7 separate regions of the Mus musculus genome follow, and all the other regions are linked to region 6. A link is a contact called in public HiChIP or PLAC-seq and promoter capture Hi-C data. All regions are on one chromosome and are shown on one strand. The core of a region is the stretch at or near the end of the contact, and the rest is flanking DNA. Distances in the headings are between cores, read along the strand shown.

Evidence for each region. Promoter capture Hi-C pulls out the DNA fragments that hold promoters and counts their contacts. HiChIP or PLAC-seq counts read pairs in DNA pulled down with a chosen protein or histone mark. Capture Hi-C pulls out chosen DNA fragments and counts their contacts.
Region 1: a FOXA1 HiChIP or PLAC-seq map of pancreatic cancer cells shows a contact between it and region 6. The contact joins the promoter of Dcaf10 here to the promoter of Tdrd7 in region 6. A contact is called at or near these places in 3 of 39 promoter capture datasets (the 3T3-L1 cell line, the C10 cell line and second pharyngeal arch cranial neural crest), 3 of 115 datasets of contacts at active chromatin or transcription factors (astrocytes, bone marrow-derived macrophages and pancreatic cancer cells) and 1 of 9 other capture datasets (adipose tissue).
Region 2: a promoter capture Hi-C map of embryonic stem cells shows a contact between it and region 6, with 2.9 times the contacts expected there. The contact joins the promoter of Frmpd1 here to the promoter of Tdrd7 in region 6. A contact is called at or near these places in 3 of 39 promoter capture datasets (the C10 cell line, embryonic stem cells and frontonasal cranial neural crest).
Region 3: a contact with region 6 is called in a promoter capture Hi-C map of erythroid cells, with 4 times the contacts expected there. The contact joins the promoter of Tbc1d2 here to the promoter of Tdrd7 in region 6. A contact is called at or near these places in 1 of 39 promoter capture datasets (erythroid cells) and 1 of 115 datasets of contacts at active chromatin or transcription factors (pancreatic cancer cells).
Region 4: a contact with region 6 is called in an H3K27ac HiChIP or PLAC-seq map of extraembryonic endoderm stem cells, with 7 times the contacts expected there. The contact joins the promoter of Fbxo10 here to the promoter of Tdrd7 in region 6. A contact is called at or near these places in 8 of 39 promoter capture datasets (the 3T3-L1 cell line, 3T3-L1-derived adipocytes, embryonic stem cells and 4 more), 1 of 115 datasets of contacts at active chromatin or transcription factors (extraembryonic endoderm stem cells) and 1 of 9 other capture datasets (adipose tissue).
Region 5: a contact with region 6 is called in a promoter capture Hi-C map of adipose tissue, with 2.6 times the contacts expected there. The contact joins the promoter of Tomm5 here to the promoter of Tdrd7 in region 6. A contact is called at or near these places in 9 of 39 promoter capture datasets (cranial neural crest, embryonic stem cells, hematopoietic stem and progenitor cells and 4 more), 4 of 115 datasets of contacts at active chromatin or transcription factors (embryonic stem cells, epiblast stem cells and large pre-B cells) and 2 of 9 other capture datasets (adipose tissue and liver).
Region 7: a contact with region 6 is called in a promoter capture Hi-C map of 3T3-L1-derived adipocytes, with 5 times the contacts expected there. The contact joins the promoter of Exosc3 here to the promoter of Tdrd7 in region 6. A contact is called at or near these places in 15 of 39 promoter capture datasets (the 3T3-L1 cell line, 3T3-L1-derived adipocytes, cranial neural crest and 9 more), 2 of 115 datasets of contacts at active chromatin or transcription factors (bone marrow-derived macrophages and extraembryonic endoderm stem cells) and 1 of 9 other capture datasets (adipose tissue).

What each region holds. Positions count from the first base shown.
Region 1 is chr4:45,340,363-45,343,459 of GRCm38.p6, reverse strand. It overlaps Dcaf10 (DDB1 and CUL4 associated factor 10), which reads right to left and starts at 1,359. Exons shown (of 7, transcript NM_153167.2): 1 at 733-1,359. The coding sequence starts at 1,292.
Region 2 is chr4:45,183,169-45,186,218 of GRCm38.p6, reverse strand. It overlaps Frmpd1 (FERM and PDZ domain containing 1), which reads right to left and starts at 1,313. Exons shown (of 16, transcript NM_001081172.2): 1 at 1,262-1,313.
Region 3 is chr4:46,648,860-46,651,642 of GRCm38.p6, reverse strand. Tbc1d2 (TBC1 domain family, member 2) reads left to right here and starts at 1,444. Exons shown (of 13, transcript NM_198664.3): 1 at 1,444-1,974. The coding sequence starts at 1,609.
Region 4 is chr4:45,083,348-45,086,536 of GRCm38.p6, reverse strand. Fbxo10 (F-box protein 10) reads left to right here and starts at 1,933. Exons shown (of 11, transcript NM_001024142.1): 1 at 1,933-2,047.
Region 5 is chr4:45,106,664-45,109,514 of GRCm38.p6, reverse strand. It overlaps Tomm5 (translocase of outer mitochondrial membrane 5), which reads left to right and starts at 1,402. Exons shown (of 2, transcript NM_001099675.1): 1 at 1,402-1,602. The coding sequence starts at 1,482.
Region 6 is chr4:45,970,843-45,973,803 of GRCm38.p6, reverse strand. Tdrd7 (tudor domain containing 7) reads right to left here and starts at 1,507. Exons shown (of 17, transcript NM_146142.2): 1 at 1,368-1,507.
Region 7 is chr4:45,318,797-45,321,879 of GRCm38.p6, reverse strand. Exosc3 (exosome component 3) reads left to right here and starts at 1,264. Exons shown (of 4, transcript NM_025513.4): 1 at 1,264-1,609; 2 at 2,181-2,330. The coding sequence starts at 1,289.

The sequences.
Region 1 (3,097 bases), core at 110-2,609, 630 kb after region 6:
CATCATTATGATTTAACTTAGTCGCTTCCCCCCCTTCAAGCCTATTTTCTTCTCCTTTTAATATAGTTTACCGGTTGTTTTATAATGTTTTAATATATATGTAGTCTTGATATATTGTGATAAGAATGTTATTATGTCATCTTACCGTGGAGCCACAAGCAGTATTTTAAACTTGTTGTTAAACTTGTGCACTCACAAGACAGAGTACTACTAAATTTCCCTGGGGTAGTCTGAAAATTCCCTATGGCTTGAAGTAAACCAAGAGCAATCATCTTAGCAGTCTAAGCATGCAGTCTATCCCACAAAATGGCCCAAACCCTGAGAAGCGGATTTCTGCAGTCTTAGTGTCTTTCTAAAGCCTTCATTTGTCTCCTTCGTGGCAGGATCTGGCACACGGTCCAAAGAGTCTGCAAGTTTTCTACCTTTCACATAAATTCAGATCAGAACAAAGCCAACTGAGGATCACAGGAAAACGACGAGCATTTCTTTAAAGCCTATTTGTTTTGGTGTACCAGAACGCCCTAGTTGTGTACTGGCTCCGACTGACCTGAAGCGACGGCTTAAAAGTAGTTCTCTTTCCCCGAGCCTCCAGGACCCCGAAGGGAAGCACTGGGCCTGCCTATCCCAACAGGCCAGGCCAGGGCTCATAGGTGACAAAGTACCGGGGGGCACGAAGGCCAGCGGCTGCGGCCAGCCTGAGCGGAGGGAGCCCGCTGGGGTGTAGGAGCTTACCCGTCCGGAGAGTACTCGAGGTTGAAGACAGCACCGTGGGTGCGGGTGCTGAGGTACACCGAGTCTGCGGGATGGATGGACCCATACAGGTTAGTCATCGTGCGGAAATTGTCCCGAGCCGGGTCCACGAACAGCCCGCGACCGAGGCTTCGCTCTCTCAGCCACCCGAACAGTCTGGCCCCGGGGCCGCCCAGGCCTGCGCCGAGGCCCTGCCGGCTCCGCCCGCCCGCCCTCCAGTCCGGCCTCGAGCGTCTGCGCGGCGAGGAGGAGGGTGACAGCTTTGCCTGCGACGCCGACGCGGTGGCGGCGGACAACTCCAGAGCTCCGGGAGCCGCGAACTCTCCGGCGCGCTCGGCTGGGGACACCGCGGGGCCGCCCGGGAGGCGAGGGCTCCCGGCGACCGGCGGGGGAGAGGCCGCGTCAGCTCCTCGCTGCGGAGACGCCGGTCGCGGAGCTGGAGAGGGCGGTCTGGAAGCTGCCGCCGGCCCTCCGAGAGGCGGCGGCTCCTCGGCTCCAGCCGTCTCGTCCCCGCCCGGGCTGTGGGGCCCGAAGGGAAACATGACCAACGCCCCCGCCCCCTATTCCGGGCCGCTGTCCCGCCGCCCGACAACTCAGCGCTCCCGCTCCAGCCGCCACTTCCGGGTGTCGCGCCCTAAAGCCGCCGGCTGGGAAACCCGCGCCGCCGCTAGGCTGCCCTCTGCCGGGGACGTAAAAGCAGGGACACCACCGCCGGGTGCGCCACAACCTAGGAGGACTGTGAAGTCAGGATCCACGAGCCCTGTGTGTGCAATGTAGGGCACACAGAACCCGACTACAACCAGCAGAGAGTCGGCCCTCAGCTGTCAGGGAGCACTGGCTGGCTGTGTGCCGGACCAGTCCTACCAGACTGGGTCGGATTATCTACTGTTGTCCTTACACTGAAATGGAGCAGCAAGAGGGGCTGGGGGAGGGGACGGTGATTACTGTATTATATGTAGGTCACACAGTAAAGCTCTTGGCACACTGCCTACTTACTCAGCCTAGAACTCTATAAAGATTCAAGAGCAGTCGAATTTAAAAAGCATTGGACTGTACAGGGCCTAGACTAAAGGAATCTATTGATGTCATACATATCTGCCCAAATCTTGGTTGCTGCACAGTAAGGGAAATCTTTATCAGGGTTAGAGCCTTCTTCTCTTCCCCGCAAAAAGAACATACGTGCAGCTAGGAGTAAATGAGGGGAGCTAGAGATCAATCAATTCAAATCCACAAAGCCAGAGCCCACTGTCCGTCATACTCATACTACATCTGCCAAGCACTGCCCGGGCCTTGACGATATTCCCCTGTCTCCGCCCCTGCTGCCCCTGATGATATTCCCCTGTCTCCGCTCCTGCTGCCCCTGACGATATTCCTCTCTGCTCCAGCTGCTGAGTACCTCTTTTCAGGGAACTCATTAACAGGGAATAGAGGTTTCCAGTGCAGGGAAGTTTAGTCCTCAAAAAGGATAGCCCGAGGTAAAAGGAAAGGCAGATAGATAACAAACAAAACAAAATAAACCCCAACCAATTCTGTAGGTCTGTAGCGTTGTAGGGAGTTTACGTTTTAGTGACTGTGATATAAACCTGGAGGATGTGCCAACCCGTGAAGACAGACCTGGAAGATGTCTGCAGAAAGGGACTTAGATATTCAATGGTTGAACTTTAGACAGAAAATCAAGAAATCATCATTCGGTCTGAATTGGCTCCACATAATCAGATTTCACAGTGCAGGGCATTCCCCATGAAAAGCATACTAAGGTCCCAAAGGCATTGAAGAGCTGTTCACTGGGCTGAGGATGTGGTTCAGCGGTGGAACGTTTATCTAACGTGTGTGAAGCCCTAACTTCAACCCCTAGTACCGTAGAAAAGAAGAAGAAAAAACTAACCATGTTCACTGACAATTTAGAGAATCTAAGGAAAGAAAATTGGAATAAACAAGAGTTTATAAGTTTACATGTTCTCTGTTCATGTCATAATGACTCTCAAAAAGTTAAATTGTGAATAAGCTCAAGGCAATGGTGGTTATAGCACAGAATAAGTAAGTTAGTAATATGTGGTTTTAAAAATGCTTGTATTTAATATGTGAATATTCATTTATTCCAGATATTTTTACTGAAACCTAAAATAAGAGCATATTACATTAAAACTATGACCCTAGGGCTGGAGAGATGGCTCAGAGGTTAAGAGCACTGACTGCTCTTCCAGAGGACCAGGGTTCAATTCCCAACAACCACACGGTGGCTTCACAACCATCTATAATGGGATCTGATGCTCTCTTGTGGTGTGTGTCTGAAGACAGCGACAGTGTACTTGTATAAATAAAAATCAAACTTAAAAAAAAAAAAGAC
Region 2 (3,050 bases), core at 64-2,563, 790 kb after region 6:
GAACTGTGGGCCTCTGCAGCCCCATGGACATGGACACGCAACACCCACCGGAGGACTCCTGATTTAGAGCGAGTCTCCATAACCAGAACTGTAAAACATCTCAGCCTCCCCTTAGACTGGAATTAAGCATCCACTAGCCTCCTTCAGGGCCCTACAACAGGGCATTATCTTCCCCCCTCAATTTTGAGAGGTTTTGGCAAAAAAATAATAAATAAATAAATAACCACCTCACAAACAGAAACATTTCCTGATCTATAAGCCACTTTGAAAACAAATCATTATGTCGTTGAATATTTTATGACGGCCAATGCACCGGAGTAAGCAAGGCGCGCTCTCACCAACCCTTGCCATGTCTATTTTGAGACTCCTAGAGCAAACCCCAAATGCTTCCTTTATTTTTTCCAAACACCAATTTGTAAGTGCTGGATAGATTCTTGATGGATTAATGGCTCCACCCAAACTGACCCTGCAAACCAGAGCTCAGAGACTCCCCTTCTGTAGAGTTTTATAGTAACTGACCTCAAAGAACATCTCACTACTTTCACCCTACCTTAGAGGCACCAAAACCAGCCTCAAAATGTGGACTTGCCCAAGGTCACACAGCCAGGATGGCTCTGGGACACCTAGCCCTTGCAGCTACTCCATTTCCAGAGGCCATTGCCACACCCATCCTTAAGCTCAGTCAAGGCTGCTGCGGGTTAGGGACGCGACCTGTCCCTCCCCACCAATACAGACTTCTGTAGGTCTTCAACATTCCTCTCCACTCCCCATGAGCTCTGGAGCTGACACACTCTCGGGCACCCCCCCCCCCACTCAAAACAGAGCAATACAAGCGTGACGCTTCAGCCGATCGTCCGGGCGAACAGCTCAACCCACTCTGGTGCAGGTATGGCAGTGGAGACCGGACAGGCAGGGCTCATCTGAGGTCACTCAGAAAGTTGGCGCTGGCTGCGGCCGCACCTGAACCCAGGGCTGCCTCGCGGCTGGTCGCTCCTCCCACAACTACACCGTGCAGACCTCGGAAACTTAAGGCACACGGATCCCATGCACAGAGTTAACCGTTGCAGGTCCCAAGCAAGCTGGCGGCCACGCCACGGACGCCGGGAGAGGGGACACGAGGAGTGGAGCGGGTCACCCGGGAGCGCAGCGTGGAGGGCGGCGCGGAAGAAGCCAAGGAGCAGCTCCCAGAGACGCAGGCCTGGGCTGTGGGGATCCAGGTATCCCCAAAACTTTGCGGCGGCGCGGGGGGCCTCGCCCTTACCTGAGGAGGAGGCGCCGCCCGCGTGCACGCGGAGCCGGCGGGAGCAGTAGCTGGGGCGCCCCGCCCAGCGGCGGCCACGGTAGCCGGCCGGGCTCGGGCAGCGGCTCGGCTTGGGCTCCGGCTCGGCTCCGGCTCCGCCTCCCGCGCCGCGGCTGCAGCCCGAGGGGGGAGAGGCCGGGCCCGGCTGCGCCCGCGCCGTCTGGCGGCGGCAGGTGCTGAGGCTGCAGCTGCGGGGCCACCAGCTGCCGGCGCCGCGACCCCCGCCCCGGGGGAGGAGCCCCACGCACCGCCCACGCGGGCTCCTGAGGTCCTGGGCCGTCGCAGTGGGCGGTCCTGCTCCCACCCAGGCCCTGCCTCGGCTGGCCTTCCCCAACTCACCCGCCGGGGGATACGCAGCGTCCCCACGGGAACACTGAGGCTGGGAGGGGAAAGGGACACCCCAAGGTCACCCAGGCCAGCAGCCTAAGCTGGAACTCGGAATGACCCCCCTTCTAAGCTCTGGCTTCCCAGCTTTCTTACCCCGCGGTAGGAGACCCTGGGGAACACAGAGGATCTTTATACTTCCCTTGTCTCCCAGTCCTTGCCTCCCCAGTCTCTCCTGCTGAGGGCAGTGGAAGAGAGTGGGCTCACTTTAGGCACTGTTGACCACTACCCCGTCTCTGCCCTGAGAAGTCATAGTCCCCCAATCCTTCTGTTCTGGGGGAGGGGGCTCGGAAGATCTAGAAGCCTTAAACTACTGAGATACCCTGGGGCTCTGCACCCATGCCCCTTCTGATCCCCGCCCCCACCCCCCAAGCCGAGTAACCCAGTTCCCATGTTACAATTCTACCACCTCTTTCCCCATGCAAGTCTCTTAAGATGGAATAGCTACACCCCCAGGCTTACGCTGTGCTAGACACTGGAGAAGTGGCCTCCAGAAAAACCTGGTACTGTTTCCTAGTACAGTCTAGCCGATTGAATAAAGTGCTGATCCGGTGCCCGTAGCACCATCCCGCCTACTGAAGGGGGTGCCTCTGAACAACAACTGGAGTTGGCCAACTAGAGTGTGGGAAAGCATTCCAGAGGACCAGAACAAAGCTCTCAGGATATCGCAGCTTTCACTGAAACAGGAGCAGAAAGGGAGCAGAATTGAAGAGTTAGAGGAGGCAGTTCCTGGTCAGTATTCCGTGCTATCCTTAGCTATCATGGGAGGAGGAGTTTTAAGGATAGAAGGTGGCAATCTTGTTGCCACCAGATTATCAAATTAGACCACTCTGGGAATCAAATGAGCACAGACAAGATCCTTAATCCAGTGACAAGTGGGCAAAGCAACAGGTCAGCCCTTGGCCTGATGAAGACAGAAACTCCAGCACCCACCAGGTCCCTAGCCTCCAGTAGTAGGACCCAGGGTTAGCACCACTGGGGGAAGTGGGAAGAAACGGAAGATACAGAAGCATGGTGGGTATAAAGTCAGCTTTAAGAAAATTAAATATATTTCGCAATAGCTTATGAACTGACGATTTACAGTAAACTGAAAGACTGTACCGTGGATGGAGATTATGTGCACAATCCAGATTAAACACCAATGGGGCACTTGTCACACAGGAAAATAAGAACCCAGCCCTGTTGTCAGCAAGAACAAAAATTTCCCATCAGGTCAGATCCTGTCCCTCACAGTTTCCTAGCTGCCTGGGTCGATAATGTTTCACACAGGGCCGTCATTGGCTTCAGAGGCTCTGCTCTGCGTGGGATGCCCCCCTGCACGCTCATCCCTGACAGCCTGCTGCACTGTTTCTCCCTACATCTGCCG
Region 3 (2,783 bases), core at 195-2,694, 680 kb before region 6:
CCTAAAGGTTTGCGAGAACTCACAGCTGCTGTGTCTGGCTCTGCTGCCAATGGCAGGACTGTTCAAAATTCAAAGTCATATTTGGCTACACAGCAAGCTTGAGCCCAGCCTGTGCTGTATGAGATCCTGTCTTAAACAATAATTTAATTGTAGCATTTTCCAGTTTTCAGTGGTGTGAATTCTGCTAAACACCCTATTGTCCTCTTGGTGGCTTACAGCTTTTAAGTCGTTTATTGACTTTCAGTTGCAGCCAACATTTAATGAAGACTCACCCTTTTCTACCTTCTGTATTTGGAGCTTCGGGCATACTATCAAAAACAGTTCTGAGGATAGACAGGTGTGGATCAAGGAAGTACTGAAGGATTTCTTAAAAATGCAAAATTATCAACAGAGGTACGATGGCCAATGTTGATTTGGGATGAGAAAATAATCTGTTTCCAATAAAAAAGACCCCCCCGCCCCCGCGCGAGCGCCTGGTATTTAGTAGACAATACTGATTTGTAACCTTCCCCATCTACAAAATCCAACGCCCAGTGGCCTCTCCAAGTCTAGGAGGGCTCCTTAGTTTCACCATAAATTCTCTTGTTGTGGAGGGAAGGGTAGGTGTGAGCCCTGCCCATCCTTATGTGAGAAAACCTTAGCAAAGTCGCTCAACGATAGAGAATCTTAAAAATATACAGGTACTCAGAGAGGGTCGCTACTGCCATACTTCCACTAAAAAACCCTTGCCTGTAAACGGATCGCACAAGGGAGTTGAGGTGACGGGCAAAGTAACCGGCAAGAAAGATGAGACTCCAGAAGAGAGGTGAACCAGAACAAGGTGTATCGATCTAGTGGCGAAACACGCCTCGGGGCGCTTTGGTAAACTGAGGCAGGAGGTTGAGGGAATCAGTTGGATCCTAGCCCTGCTATTTAAAGCTCTGCTCTGTCCTCGCGGTGCTCCGCGTTCCCGCCAGTGCAACAAGGCGCCCGAGGTAAGGCGACTGGGGCTGTAAGGTGAAATGCGAGCCGAGGCAGGGGTGGTGGAGGAGGTGGTGTCCGACCAGAGCGATCGCGGGAGGTGACTGGGAAAACTTCCAAACTTTTAGGTTCAGGATCGGAAACGGAGCGCTCGGCCAATGGCTGCGCGATGCGCCGTCCCGCGGTGACTCGCGCGGCACCCGTAGAGTGGCGGCTGGAGAGGACGCCATGCTCCAGCGCCTCCACGCGAACCCCACGGCCACGTAGCTTGGCCTGGCTTCCTGCATCCCTCCCCACGCTTAAAGCGCCTCGGAGAAAGAAAAAGCCTTGTTTTTAAACAGAGGCGCCCGCACGCGCCGCGGGCGAACGAAGCAACATGGCCGACAGCGCGGAGGAAAAGCCGGAAGTTGGCTTGGTGGGCGGGACCCGGGGCGGTCCTCGCGTGACAGGGGCGTGGCCTGCCGTCCTGCGCTGAGTTTGCTGTCAAGTGTCTAAGGCGCTCTCTCCGGCGCCGGCAGGGGTGCTCTCCGCCTTCTTCTAGGGGCTGGACCGGACCGGCTCCGCCCCAGCCAGGTATCGCCGGTTCCCAGGTGCCCGTCGGACCTCCCGCATTCCAGTGCCGCAGGCCTGTGCAGCGGGCCAGCAGCGATGGAGGACGCCCCCGAGCGCACTCCCTCTTCCTCGGAGTCCACACAGCCTCCGGGCTTGGCCAGGGAGCCCGAGGTGGTATCTCCCGGGGATTCGGAGGGCTGCGCCCGGCCTCTAGACACGGTCCCTAAGAAACTCTGTGGGTATTTAAGTAAGTTTGGCGGCAAAGGACCCATCAAGGGCTGGAAATGCCGCTGGTTCTTCTACGATGAGAGGAAGTGCCACCTGTATTATTCGCGCACCGCGCAGGATGCAAACCCCTTGGACAGCATCGATCTCTCCAGTGCGGTCTTTGACTGTAAGGCGGACGCTGAGGAGGAGGGCACTTTTGAAATCAAGACTCCCAGCCGGGTTATTACCCTCAAGGTAAGTGGAACTCCGCACTTTACAGCTCGAGCTAGTTTTCAGGGCCAATGCATGGCCACCGCAAATTAACCCGGACGGTGATCACCATCCAGTCAGTGCCCCAGAGCCTGGAGCTGTCCCACTTAGCTTTCACACCATTTCCTTATTGCCTTCCCACAGGCAAGGGTGAGGGACTCCTTTTATGCATTAAGAAACTGATTCATAGACAAAAGGGAATGGCCCAGCCCAGGCATTTACAATGCTGTGGCTCACTTTTTGGAATCTTCCAGTGCTGTTATCAAACCTGGTATTGAAGCAGTCAGGGTACTGTGGTTGCACTCGCTGAGGCCAGGATCTGATTCATATCTTGGTGTTTTGGCCAACGGGAGGGAATGCAGACATGGGTAGGGATTAGGAAGGAAAATATGTAAGTTCACTGATGGGCCTAGATTGTTCATCCAGGCATGCCTGAACTAGTGAGTTCTTAGTAAATGCCTTTTGAATAAACACGTATGCACACACGGAGTGATGGAGCCACAGGTCAGAACCTATCTATCATGTTAAGGGGAAGTGTCCTGTTACCTGTCTGGGAAGATGGATGTGGGCTTAGGTTAGTTCTCTAGGCAGAGGAGTGCAAGGATGAAGGTCTTTCTTTCCACTGCCTGGTCTCTGTCTCCCTATGTCCTCAACCTGCAGCTGTTCAGATACTAGGATGCCGGGAGGTGTAGTTCTCCTTTCCTGGCAGTGTGGCCAGTTGGCTAGGCTGGAATCCAATTTTTAAACAAGAAAGGACATTTTAGAGGTCATGTGGGCTTAGGTCTTGTGTTCCT
Region 4 (3,189 bases), core at 684-3,183, 890 kb after region 6:
CCGTAAGGTAGGAAGAGAGCTGAGACCCGCAGGCAGCCGAAAAGGATGATAGCTGTTGGGTTACCTGTGGCCAAATGACTCTGCCTGAGTCTAATCTCTCTATAAAGCAAAAGTCTACATGGCCGTGGAGACTGTATGTGCCCTCGTTCATTTGCTATAAATACGAATGACATGCCAGGCTGCTAAGGTGAGCAAGCCCACTCCAGTCAAATGAAGTAGAGAAGTCAAGAGACAAGAGCATTACACACATGGTGGGATGGAGGCCTGCGCCAGACAGATGAGGGTAAGAAGAGAGGAGCAACCAGTCGCTTACAAATACTGTTCTTGTGCACAGACATGCATGTAGCCAAAGCACACTTACGCATAAAATAAAAATAAGTAAATCTTAAATAAAACGCCACTGTCTTGACGTTTAAATGTTTATACAAGAAATAAAATCCCCCCGCCCCCGTGGCACCTTTGGACAGATGAAGAAGACAGACAGCATGCTGTGTTAGACGGGCCCCATTGTTGTCCTTTGAATGTCCTAACCTTTTTAGAGAAATGCCAACACAAACAATAATGTTTGATAGCACAAATCCAGGAACTCAGGCTTTTAATTGGGTATTGAAATTCATATTCAGCCTGCTGGTTTCATACAATGGGCCACTTTTCAAAGGATTAGACGTGCGATCGGTTTGCCAAACGTAAGCGACGTCTAAGCATGGCCTTTCCACTACATCTGTGTGCTTGCTGAACAGCTCTCGGTCAGCATTCAATTGTTGGGTTTGGGTCTAGGTGTTTTGTTTGGGGTTTAAACAAATGAATCGTTGAAGGCTGGGATGTAGGGGGGTACAGGGGGTACAGGGGGGTAGCACTTGCTCAGCATGTGCAAGACCCTGAATTTGCCTTAACCACTGCATAAAACAACACCCCCCCCAAATTTGACTTTACTGCAAAACTGTCTCAGATCCGTGTGTGTGCCCCCATATCCACTTCCAGTACTTCAGGCCAGTCTCTACTTCTCTTGTCTTCTCAGCACAGAGTATCGAACACCTGCATTCTCCCCCTTCAATGGCTTCCTTTATCATGGCTTATGAAATACTGATGACCTCTAATACCCTTTTATCTAAGACCTCGGGATGGTGGGATACAGGGTTGGAGAGACAGCTTACTAGTCAGGAGGTTTATTGCTCTTGCAAAGGATCCACTTGGTGGCTCACAACTGTCTATATTCAAGTTCCAAGGGCTCCGGCTCCCTCTTCTGGCTTCCAGGGCCCCCTGTGTGCACATAAATCAGGTGCATAAAATACGCATAAAAGTAAAAAAAATCTACAAAAAAAATATTTTTTCTTAGGAGTCGTCTTGTCTCCCTCAGCGCAGGAGCTTTCTCTGGCCTCTTTCACATAGCTACTCTCATGAGGTCATCACATTCCTCAAACCCTAGTTTTCAACCAAAGAGCTCTTTTCATGTACTTCATATAATTTTAAATACATATGGACTTAAACAGCTTTTCCGGTTTATCCTCTCCGCCACAGAGTGGATTTCAGAACAGGAGCCACCACCGCTTTGTTCTCTTGGGCCCATAACTAGTAGTTGGTGCAACAGGTACTACACACATCATTTGCGTTGTGCCAAACGTTTTCCACACAACCCACCCATGGCCCCAAGTCCTTCCTGACTTCTAGCTGGGCTCAGGGTGACTCCAGCTCCTATGTGCTCATATGCACGGAGCCCAGGGTGCTGTTAGGCTATAGTGGTGATGGGAAGGATCCGCCCGCTTCCAGGCCCCTAGGAGCCTCCGGCAGTTCCCGCCCACGATGCTGTTCCCACCCCTTCGGAGGCCACGCTCGCCCTCCATCGCCGAGCCCCGCTCGCCCCGCCCTCCTTCCAGTCTCACGGCCGCGCGCGCTCGCAGGCCAGCCCTACACCCGCGTCACGTGACAGCCACCGGGGGCGGGGCTCGCGGCGAAGTCGGACCCCGCTGTGGCCGAGCGCCGCAGTCCTCCGGCAGCCCTGCGGCTTCCAGGGCGTCGCGGCCGCGGCCGGGCAGCGCCGCTCCCTGAGGTAAGAGGCGCAGGAAGGAGGCTTCTCGGGAGCCCGCGGATGCTCCAGGCTCACCGGCCGCTCGGTCCCTCCGTGGGCCCAGCGTTTGGCTGGGGTGCGGGGACCGGGCCTGGGGGCACTGCGGGAGGTGGGGGGCCTCGGCTGCCGGAGCTCCGGGAGAGCTGTGCCCCCGTCCGCCCCCACCCCGGACCCACCCGCGGTCGCCTCCAGCCCCAGGGCTTTGCAAGTGTCTGAGAGAATGAATGCGATTTTGCGGTTTGCTAGCCTTCACCTGGGATGCAGGAGAGAGCGTGCAGTCGCGCACCCAGTGGGTCTGGTTTTAACAAGTCGCGGAGACTCGGTTTCCGCAAATCTTTGAAGGAAGAGGGGACGACCCCCTGCCCGGCCTCCCTCCTGCACTGATGGCAGAGCCGTTTGGAGAGCCAGAACTCCGGAGTTGGTGTTAGTTCCATCCACCACCCACTAGCCAGGCAACCTTGAGCCACGTCGGTGGTGCTTCTGTTAAAAGTAGAGATGATGTAAATGAGCTAAATACCTAATAAAAAATGGAAAAAAAAAATAAATAAATAAAAGTAGAGATGAATTCTTCGGCCCGAGGTTGCTGTGAGGATTAAGCAGGAAACGTTGAGGACTCCTTAGAGAGCACTCTCCGTGTGAGCATTGTTAAAATAGCAATCTAGGAGTCCATGATAGACGTCTTTCTCGCAGTAAGCACACCGTCCTCTGTGAATGTGATTCTGAAAAATGTGTCGTTTTGGCTGAGGAGCCCTCTCCCCTTTCCCAGGCCCCCTTTGCCTTCTGTTTCATATTGGCATGTGAACCTGTTGTTCCTACCGAATGAGTCAGGCAGGATGGGAACGCTAATTTACTTGAGCAGATGGGTATCAGATTCCCTCTGAGGGGAAAGAAAACTGTCAGGCATGTGCTATCACAAAAAAAAAAAAAAAAAAAAAAAAAATACAGTAGGGTGATTGACTGTCTACTGGAAGATGCCTAGGAGCCCATGGAATCCAGCCGTCTCCTGCACACAGAGAAGCTAGACCAAGAACGAGGCCAGGACTTTGATTTTGCTCAGCCATCAACACTGTTGGCCTTGGGTAGTAGAAAGAATGCTTGAGCTTGCCTATGTTCTAACTCAACTG
Region 5 (2,851 bases), core at 153-2,652, 860 kb after region 6:
CCTGCAAAAAGAGACGTTCTGATATTGGATTATGTGAAAAATTCAGTTGTCCCATTCATGTCTGAAAACTCTAACTTGATTTTCTCTCATCTGTCCAGTGTTGATCAGTTTTGATCTGGGCTCATACTTGCTGTAGTCCAAGATCTTCATTAGAATATTTAAAGATCAGTTACCTCCAAAAAATGAGTGTACAGAAAAAAAATGTGGGAAATGTTAGAATTTCAGTGTCTGGGACACTAGCAGTCTGAGCTCACTAGCTGAGGGTGATAACCTTGACCTCTGTTTTTTGTTTGTGTTTGTTTATCTTGGGATTGTTTGTTTGTTTCAGATTGTCCTTGTAATTACTTTGTAACCCAGGCTGCCCCTAACCTTGCAGTAATTCTTTTGCCTCTGTCTTCTGAGGGCTGAAATTACAGGTGTGAGACACTGTTTCCACCTTGACCTTGAACTCATTCGTTTGTTTGTCTGGAGACAGGATTTTTCTGTGTCACCCTGGCTGTCCTGGAACTCACTCTGTAGACCTGGCTGGCCTTGAACTCAAAGATCTGCCTGCCTGTGTCTCCCAAGTGCTTGAGCCAGCACTGCCCTGACCTTCAACTCTTGACCCCTTTTTTCCAGCAGCCCAGTGCTGGGAACACAGGTGTGTGCAGCACTGTGCTGGCTAGTTTTTGTCAACTTGACACCTAGGAAGCGAAAACCTCAATTGAGGAATTGCCTCCACCAGATTGTCCTATTGGTGAATTTGAGGGTCATTGTGTGACTACTAGTTGATGGAGGAAGGCTTAGCCCACTGTGGGCAATGCCACCCGGCAGGTGGTCCTAACCAATAAAAGTAAGTTAGCTGGTTGAGGCCAGCTAGCCAGTAAAGACAACGTCTCCGCTTGGTTTCAGTTCCCTCCTCTAGGTTCCAGCTTGAACTCCAGTGCTGGCCTCCCTGGATAACGTTAACAGGTTAGGTGAAACACTTTCCTTCCTAAGTTATTTTGGTGGTGTTTATCACAACAGCAACACTATCCAGGGCTTCATGCATCCTAAGAAAACGATTTGGCAAACGAACTTCATTCCCAACTAAGTTGTTTTAAATTTCAAACCTAGGAAGGACAGACTAAAATGTGCATTTCACGAAGTACTGTCTTAGATTCTTCATAAATGTTATTATTATTTATAATGATATTTTTGCACACACCTCCCTACTTTACAGCATAAAACAACTTTACAGGTGGCACTCTCCCGGCTAGGGACCAAAACACAGTCCAGATCCACCCAAGGCTCAGAGACTTAAGGCGGCGGCCGCCCCCTTCAGGTCTCTTTGCTTCAGACACAAGAAGACAGGATGAAATTTTCCCCTCACAGGTTCCCGTCACAGGACAGAAACAAGGGGTGGGACAGGAAGTGGAGCCTGGCTAAGTTCCGGGTGCAGGGCGGCCACTGGAGGAGAGCAAGCTGCTGCTCTCGCAAGCTTTGGAGGCAGAGCCGCCGCAATGTTCCGGATCGAGGGTCTCGCGCCCAAGTTGGACCCGGAGGAGATGAAGCGGAAGATGCGTGAGGATGTGGTCTCCTCCATTCGGAACTTCCTCATCTACGTGGCCCTGCTGCGAGTCAGTGAGTGTCCTTCTGGGCTGTGACCGTGAGGCCACGCGTCCACACCCAACCCTGCACGCGGTCGTGGGGCCTTGAGCTGAGCATCCTGGGGAGAGTGGGGTGCTTGCACGTCCAGGACTGCCCAACTGCGCACACTCTGGGGGTCTGCGGGTCCTGGGGATGTGCCCAGTGCACGTGGTGGCGGAGGACGCGTGGTTAAGTCACCTTTGCTCGCCCAACGTTTGTGCTTAAGAAGCTCCCACGTGTTATCCTCGGAGCAATACCCTCGTTTTGCAAACCTAGAAACGGTCCCCGGAAGGTGGCTGACCCAAGGTCATTTGGCCGTTCAGAGAACGAATACAATTCCGGCTGAGCTCTTAATAAGGTAGCAGGCGCTTTCTCTCTCTGCTTGCCTTTGAAGTACAAGAGATTAGCTTTCTTTATGTTTGTTTGTACAGAGGGTGAAGTAAATAATTGGTTTTTCTTGGAGAATCTCTGAAGCGTTTGATCTCAACATTAACAAAAGTTGCTTGATCTGTGCCACCTCACCCCAAGTGAGAGCTTGAGTTCATAGGACACATACTCAAGGTTAAAGCCATACTGTCAATTTAAAAGTCAGGGGCTGGCTAGGTGGCTCACTGAGTTGCCTGAGCCGGATCCACACGTGGTGGCAGGAGAGAACCAGTTTCCAGAAGTTGTACTCTGACCTCCACACCTGTACCACTTCTTCCTATTGTCCAGTGCTTGCTTGCCTGTGGGAGTCTTCTGGGCAGGGAGAGGCAGGAGCGATTCAAATAATTGAAGAACATACCAACATTTTTAGAAGACTGGAGTTAAGGCCTCCCTCATTTGGGTGCCTCTTTTGCTGTACTCTCTGTATTGCTGGCTCCTCCAGGACAGGACATCTTGGGGGAAATGGAAGCACCCAAAACATCCTGCTTACCCTTTAAACTTTAGCTTTCCCATCCTTCTCTTATAGGCAAGAGCTCTCAAGGAAATGTTAGCTTAGTGCACTGATTTATTCTATTTAATGATTTTTATTTAGAACCGGGCATGGTAGCACACACTTTTAATCCCAGCACTCAGAAGGCAGAGGTAGGTGGATCTCAATGATTTTTTTTTTTTTTTTTTTTTTTAAAGACCAGCCTGGTCTGCAAATGGAGTTCCAGGACAGACAGGGCGGTTACACAGAGAAATCTGTCTTGAAACAAGAGACTTTTGTTATGTGTTTTTCTGCTTGTCTATATGTGAACCACGTGCCTGCAGTCCA
Region 6 (2,961 bases), core at 258-2,757:
CCAACAAATATTAGAAAACTTAAAAAGAGCGATCCTTCTAGGAGCTTTAAACTCCAGATGCAACACAATAGCTCACCCAGCCAGTCTCATGTGGCGCATTTAAAAGGGTATTAGCAGGGATTACATTCCACTTTCAATCCACAGGGACTAAAATCTTAAGGCACTGCCAAGTGCTGCCTCACTGTCTTAGCAAAGAGAAAATCTACCAAAGAGAAGGGCTGAGGAGCTGCGGGCTCTATGGCCAGCACAGTCCTTTGCATGTAACTGAAGCTCGCCTACGTCAGCTGAGTCTACACTATATGCTAACTTATCCTAAAAATTTGCGTGTCCCTGTCATCAAAAACCTTGAAATCCCAACCTGTAAAATATGGGCAGTTTGGGTAAATAGAAAGCCTCTTTAGAAGATTATTATTATGAGCCAAAGACTTATCTTGTCTTGAGAACACTTCAAAGGGTCAGTTAGCTATTCCCATTCGGTTCTTGAGCAGACTTAGAGACCAGAGGTGCAATTGATTCCCGACCTTACATTTAAGCTTTAGAAGCTCAGATTCCAATACATTATCTGCAAAGGCCGCACTGTAGAATGCCACATTTTCATCCACATCATGGAGGTCGGGAAGAGACAGGGATTTAGTTCTAAATTACACTTCTGCCACTAAAGGCGTTTCTAGTTCCAAGAACACTTCTCTGCAAACGTCCACCTGCAGAGCATAGGTGGGCACCACCAACACGAATCGTGGTTTTCTCGGTTAGTTTGTGGTGTTGGTATCAGAATCCTTTGGGGTTGGGCTTTAACATCTATACACACCTCTCTTCCCTGCTCCCCAAGATGACTGGGTAGTGGTAGCCCTGGATATTGACAGAAATGTACCCTCAAGCGGACAGGAGCAGAAAGGCTGTCAGCTCCCACTTGACTTCCAAGACAACTTCTCCGTGAATGCTTGTTTCCTCCCCAGCGCTCACGGTTGACAGGAACGGCTACGTGTAGGTCCTGTGTGATGTGCGCGGCCTGCACCGGCCGGTCTCGAGGGCGGAGGCCGCCGCAGTGTGGCCCGCGGGGCTGGCACAACTGCGCAGAGCTCGGGTACCGCTGCCCAGCACGGGCGGCCGAGGCCGGTTGCTCCTGACCGGGAGCTACTTCCTGCTCAGAGCTGCGCGCCTCCCACGCCCCCCTCTGCAGCTCCTGCTGCACCGCGACCGGCTGGGTGGACGTCCCGGGGCGTCACGCACGACGCTCTGGAACCCCGCCACGGCGGGGACCAGGCCCGGGCCTGAGGCGCCGCGCCCAGCCGCTGTCCTGCCCGTGCCCTGCCGTCCCGCAGCCCGCCCCGCGTCGCCCGCACCTGTCGCGCCCCGACCGAGCTCACCTCGTCCCGGGGACCCGCGGCCCAAGCCCGCGCCTCTGGGCCCGGCTCCCTCCGCTCCCTCCGCCAGGGCGGCCGCCGCCCACTTTCGGTTTCCCCGCACGGCCTGAGCCGTGGCTTGGGAATCACCTAAAGCCCCGCCCTCTGGGCCACGCCCCGTCGCACCACGCCCCGCCCCTTCGCCGGCCGGCTTAGCTCTGCGCAGACGCAGGCGCTCCGGCCACGGCTGCCCACTTCGAGGTCCGCGTGTGAGAAGGGAAACCGACGCCGCCTAGCGGTTTCTGCGCGTGCGCACGCCGTCCTGACGCTCGGGGTGTGGATTTATTTCTCTTTCCACAAAGTTCGTTCTCTTCAGCATCTCAATACTTCTTTTCATCTTCTAGACAGTCTGTCTTTAGCTGTCTTCTAGGTCACTCTTTGGAGGAGGGGGACTATATTAAAATGCTTTGCCACATACCCTTCACGCGTGTGTAACAACGCTGCTTTCATCCACTGCTCTAAAACTAAAGCTGTTTGAGGGCAGAGATCCTAGAACACTGCCCAGTATATAATAAGCATAAAATAAATACTTATCAAATTCTTTAATTCATTCAAAACACGTTGAATAGCTGCTATTTATTCACTCCACGGTAATTCCACTAACATTTATTTAATGCTGGATTGCTTTAACCCGTTGTGAAAACTTGGCATCATTCTGTATATTTTTGCTGAAAGCCTGCTGCTGCTTACTCAATCAGCAATTTTTTTTAACAGTTTGAGGTACACTTGCCATACTATAAGCTGCACGATTCAAATGTACACTTTCATGTGTTTGGTATGCATACAACAGAGAAACAATCACAGATAGTAACATGAGGAACATAGCCACACCCTCAAAGTTCTCTCTCTTTCTATAATGTTTGCCTCATTCCCTACCGTTTAGTCCTGTAAGTGCCCACTTACTTACTATAGAGCTCTTGCTTTTTCTGGAGTTTTATATAAATATAATTATTTCATATGTATTGTCATTAAGGGGGAGGATCTGGCTTTCTTCACTCATCAGAATTCTATTGAGACTCTTCTGTGTCGTTGCATACACTAGTACTTTATAACCTTGGCTCCCTGAGTTTCCACTCCCTGGTATTGACCCAAGAGAAAGGAAAGGGCTTATTCATCACAGACCCGTACAAGGATGTTTAAATCAGCCTTGCTTGCAATACTTAAAGACACAGAGATAGCATAAACATCCTTCAGTGGGTGAGCAGACAATTAACTGTTACAGACTCAATACCTGCTGACAAATAGCAACAGTGTATAGGGCCTATAAACCTTGTGCTTAAGGAACTTTGCATTCATTGGGAAGCTGCAGTAGGCGATGAATAGACTGGAAGGAGATCGTGAAAAGCCGGATATCCTGTGCTCAGTAGGTTCTGTCTTAAGGCTTTGACCAGGGGTGTTCTTTGAACACTGTTCTCTTTCATAATCTCACATCTGGTCCCTGCCTAAAGCTGCCGAAGTGTCTCTGAAACAGAATTCTCTACATTGCCTTGATTCTATTTCAGTCTGTTTCAGATGTCTTTCTCCCTGCCCTGTCCGCTAAACTAAACATGACAGTGGC
Region 7 (3,083 bases), core at 15-2,514, 650 kb after region 6:
ATTTATTTATTACTTATTTAAACAGTAAAACTTTCAAAAGAAAAAAAAAAAGGTTTTCTTGTGACAACTATTACCACAAAGCTTAGGACACGGTTATATCTAAACTCCCTTGCAAAGTGCATGTTTTCTTGAAAAGCACCATGACCTCTTCCACAAGAGTGGGTTCTGTTGACTGAGAAAACATGCTCAGGAGAAGAGCCTAGGGAGGAAAGGTTTTTATAATCATAATAGCAAACTCTTTTTCAAATCCATGAGATCTCTCTTATAAGGATGGAGTCTATGGACTGGAAATGCTCAGGAAAAGGGGGATTCAGGTGAGAGCTAGCTCCACAGAATGGTAAAATTACCTGGTATTCAACAACCTCCATTCCAGCCTTCCAAGTGAATAGCTGTCAATTTCTTCCATTGAAGAAAAAGATCTGCATGTTTAACAATTCTGGTTTCTATAGGACTACCTGGAAGCACATGCCCTCCTACCCTCTACACAAAAGCCTACACAGCCTTTTTTTGAGGCTGCTAAGCTTGTATTGAGTTAGGAGGTTGAGGTTGAGGAAGAAGTTAGCCAACTTGACAATTCATCACCTGTTACCTAGCCGTGGCTCCTCTCCTTATCTGCCTACCTCGGAGTCTTACTCTCAGTCTTTCAATAGCACTAATTAACAACTTGGCTGGGGCACTTGTATTTCAGTTGTCCCTTATATCCAGGGATTAAATGGCTTGCCAGCATTTTACCAAATTTGCAGGAATTGTGATGCCCCTTCCCTAAAAAAAAAATCTATAAACTCGAGTTGGCAGCAAAGCATCAAGCAACTGATCTCAGTCAATGCCAAGGCCTTCAGTGCTGTTGGAGAACTGAATCAATTACTCATTGAAGATGCCGACAGAGAAACGCTGGTTTCACAGATAACCCCAAAGTCAGAAAACTGTAAGTTCTTAAGTTCTTGCACATTGTGGGTTTTGGATTTAACAGTTTCTCACATAGCTGTTAGTGTGCTCCCAAAGAAGTAGCTGGGAGAATTCCTGAGTTACCGATGTTCCCAAGCCACTGAAGAGATGAACTCAAGTAGGTGAAAAGGTGTGATGTGTGTGGGAGGAGGTGGGAGATTGTTACATTAGGTACCGTGAAGCTACAGACACAGGGCAGGGAGTAGCACCCATGGGATGAAGCGAGTATCTCCCAAGCTCAAGTCCAACTCAGAAAGCCCACAACCACCGGAAAGAGATGACCCTGGTGGGCGGGTAGCGGAAGCGGAAGTAGATACCGGAAGCTGCGATGGTGACGCCTGCCATGGCTGAAGTACTGTCCGCGGGACCGGAGTCGGTGGCGGGCTGCCGAGCACGGGCCGTGCACAAGGTGCTGAATCAGGTGGTTCTCCCCGGGGAGGAGCTGGTGCTGCCGGACCACGAGGACGTAGACGGCCTTGGCGGCGCCGGGGAGCAGCCGTTACGCCTGAATGCGGGTGCGCGCCCGAGGCTGCGCGTAGTGTGTGGCCCAGGTTTGCGACGCTGCGGGGACCGTCTGCTGGTCACCAAGTGTGGCCGCCTGCGTCACAAGGAGCCCAGCGGAGGCGGCGGCGGCGTTTACTGGGTGGACTCGCAGCAGAAGCGGGTGAGCGGATGTCGGAGAGGCGGCGCTGCCGCGAAAGTGGGCCCCCTGCAAGCGATCATAGGTTAAGGCGAATCTAGAGCCGCGGTGGCTTCTAGCCCCCTCTCTGCATCTTCTTTAGAGGAACCACAATAGGAACACATCCTGAGAAGGGTGACAGGAGAGAAAGGTTCCGTGAGATCTTGTCTTGAAAAACCCAAAGCCTCGGGGTTGCCATTTGGTGTCCCAGTTGCAATGAGTCCAAATAAATCACAGGGAATTAAAATTCCCATAGAATAATTAAGAGCTTTCACTTAGGAATAATGTCAAATGGAGTGGGTTTCCTTGAATGTAAAGATTCTTGTGCCACCAGACTTGTAAAGGATGCTGAGAAAACTTGAAACTTGATCAAGTGTGAATTAGACGTTCATAAAGTTGGACTGGTGCGGGCCGGTTTTGTAGTTGCAGCTACATGGGGAGTATGAGTTGGCTGGATAGGTTGAGACCCACCCTGATCAACCTAGATGAAAGTTTCAGAAGATATTTTGTAATGATATTTGTATTATTTATGACTGTTCTTTCATTCTGCTTTTAGTATGTACCTGTGAAAGGGGACCACGTGATTGGCATAGTGATCGCTAAATCTGGAGATATATTCAAAGTTGATGTTGGAGGGAGTGAGCCAGCGTCTTTGTCTTACCTGGCATTTGAAGGGGCAACTAAAAGAAACAGACCAAATGTGCAGGTAATAATGGGAGTCTTTGGTTTCAACAAGAAAAAATATCCACTCCCGAGAAAGTTAACTATCCAGAGGGCTACTTGAATTGTCTTCAAAGCATAAACCAGTTCTCCAAGACAGTTTATAAGAGTTTCTCAGGCGCTGCGGCTCCAGAAGTATTGCTGTATGTCATGTTTGCAGCCTTGGTTCTTTTCTACCGGGTTGAAGAGTTACATCTGCTATCCCCCTCCTTACCTGTCATGTCTGAATCCACCCCATGAGGAAAATGGCCCTAGTCTAAGGGCCATGGGCACTATTGGCTATCTGTTCATCATGGCTCTAAATCCTTGGAGCTGGAGCTGACAGAAGAGTAATCTTGTTTCTGTAGGTTTTCAGGTTGGGCTTTCTGGGTAGTTTAGCCATGTTCTTCCTGAACACCTGAGCCAGAAATGTGCTGGCCTCTCTGCTGCTTTTTCTTCAACTCTCAAGGGTCTTTAGTCACTCAATCTTATTTGTTCCTTCTCTTATCTTTTGTATGCCAACCCCTTTGTCTCACTTTTGACAGGAGCGGGCAACAATCTTATGAACTCATTAAAAAAAAAAATCTCATTAAAAAAAGGATTGTTCAAATCACACAGAGAGCATTGTACTCAGGGGTCTTTCCTCGTGGTTTCTGTTACTTCATGGAACCATATTTAAGCTTCACAGTGTAACTGGGCTTTGTTTCCTTCCCTTGGGTCTTTATTAATGGTGTTCCTGTTTGGAGCTGTGTCCTCAGCC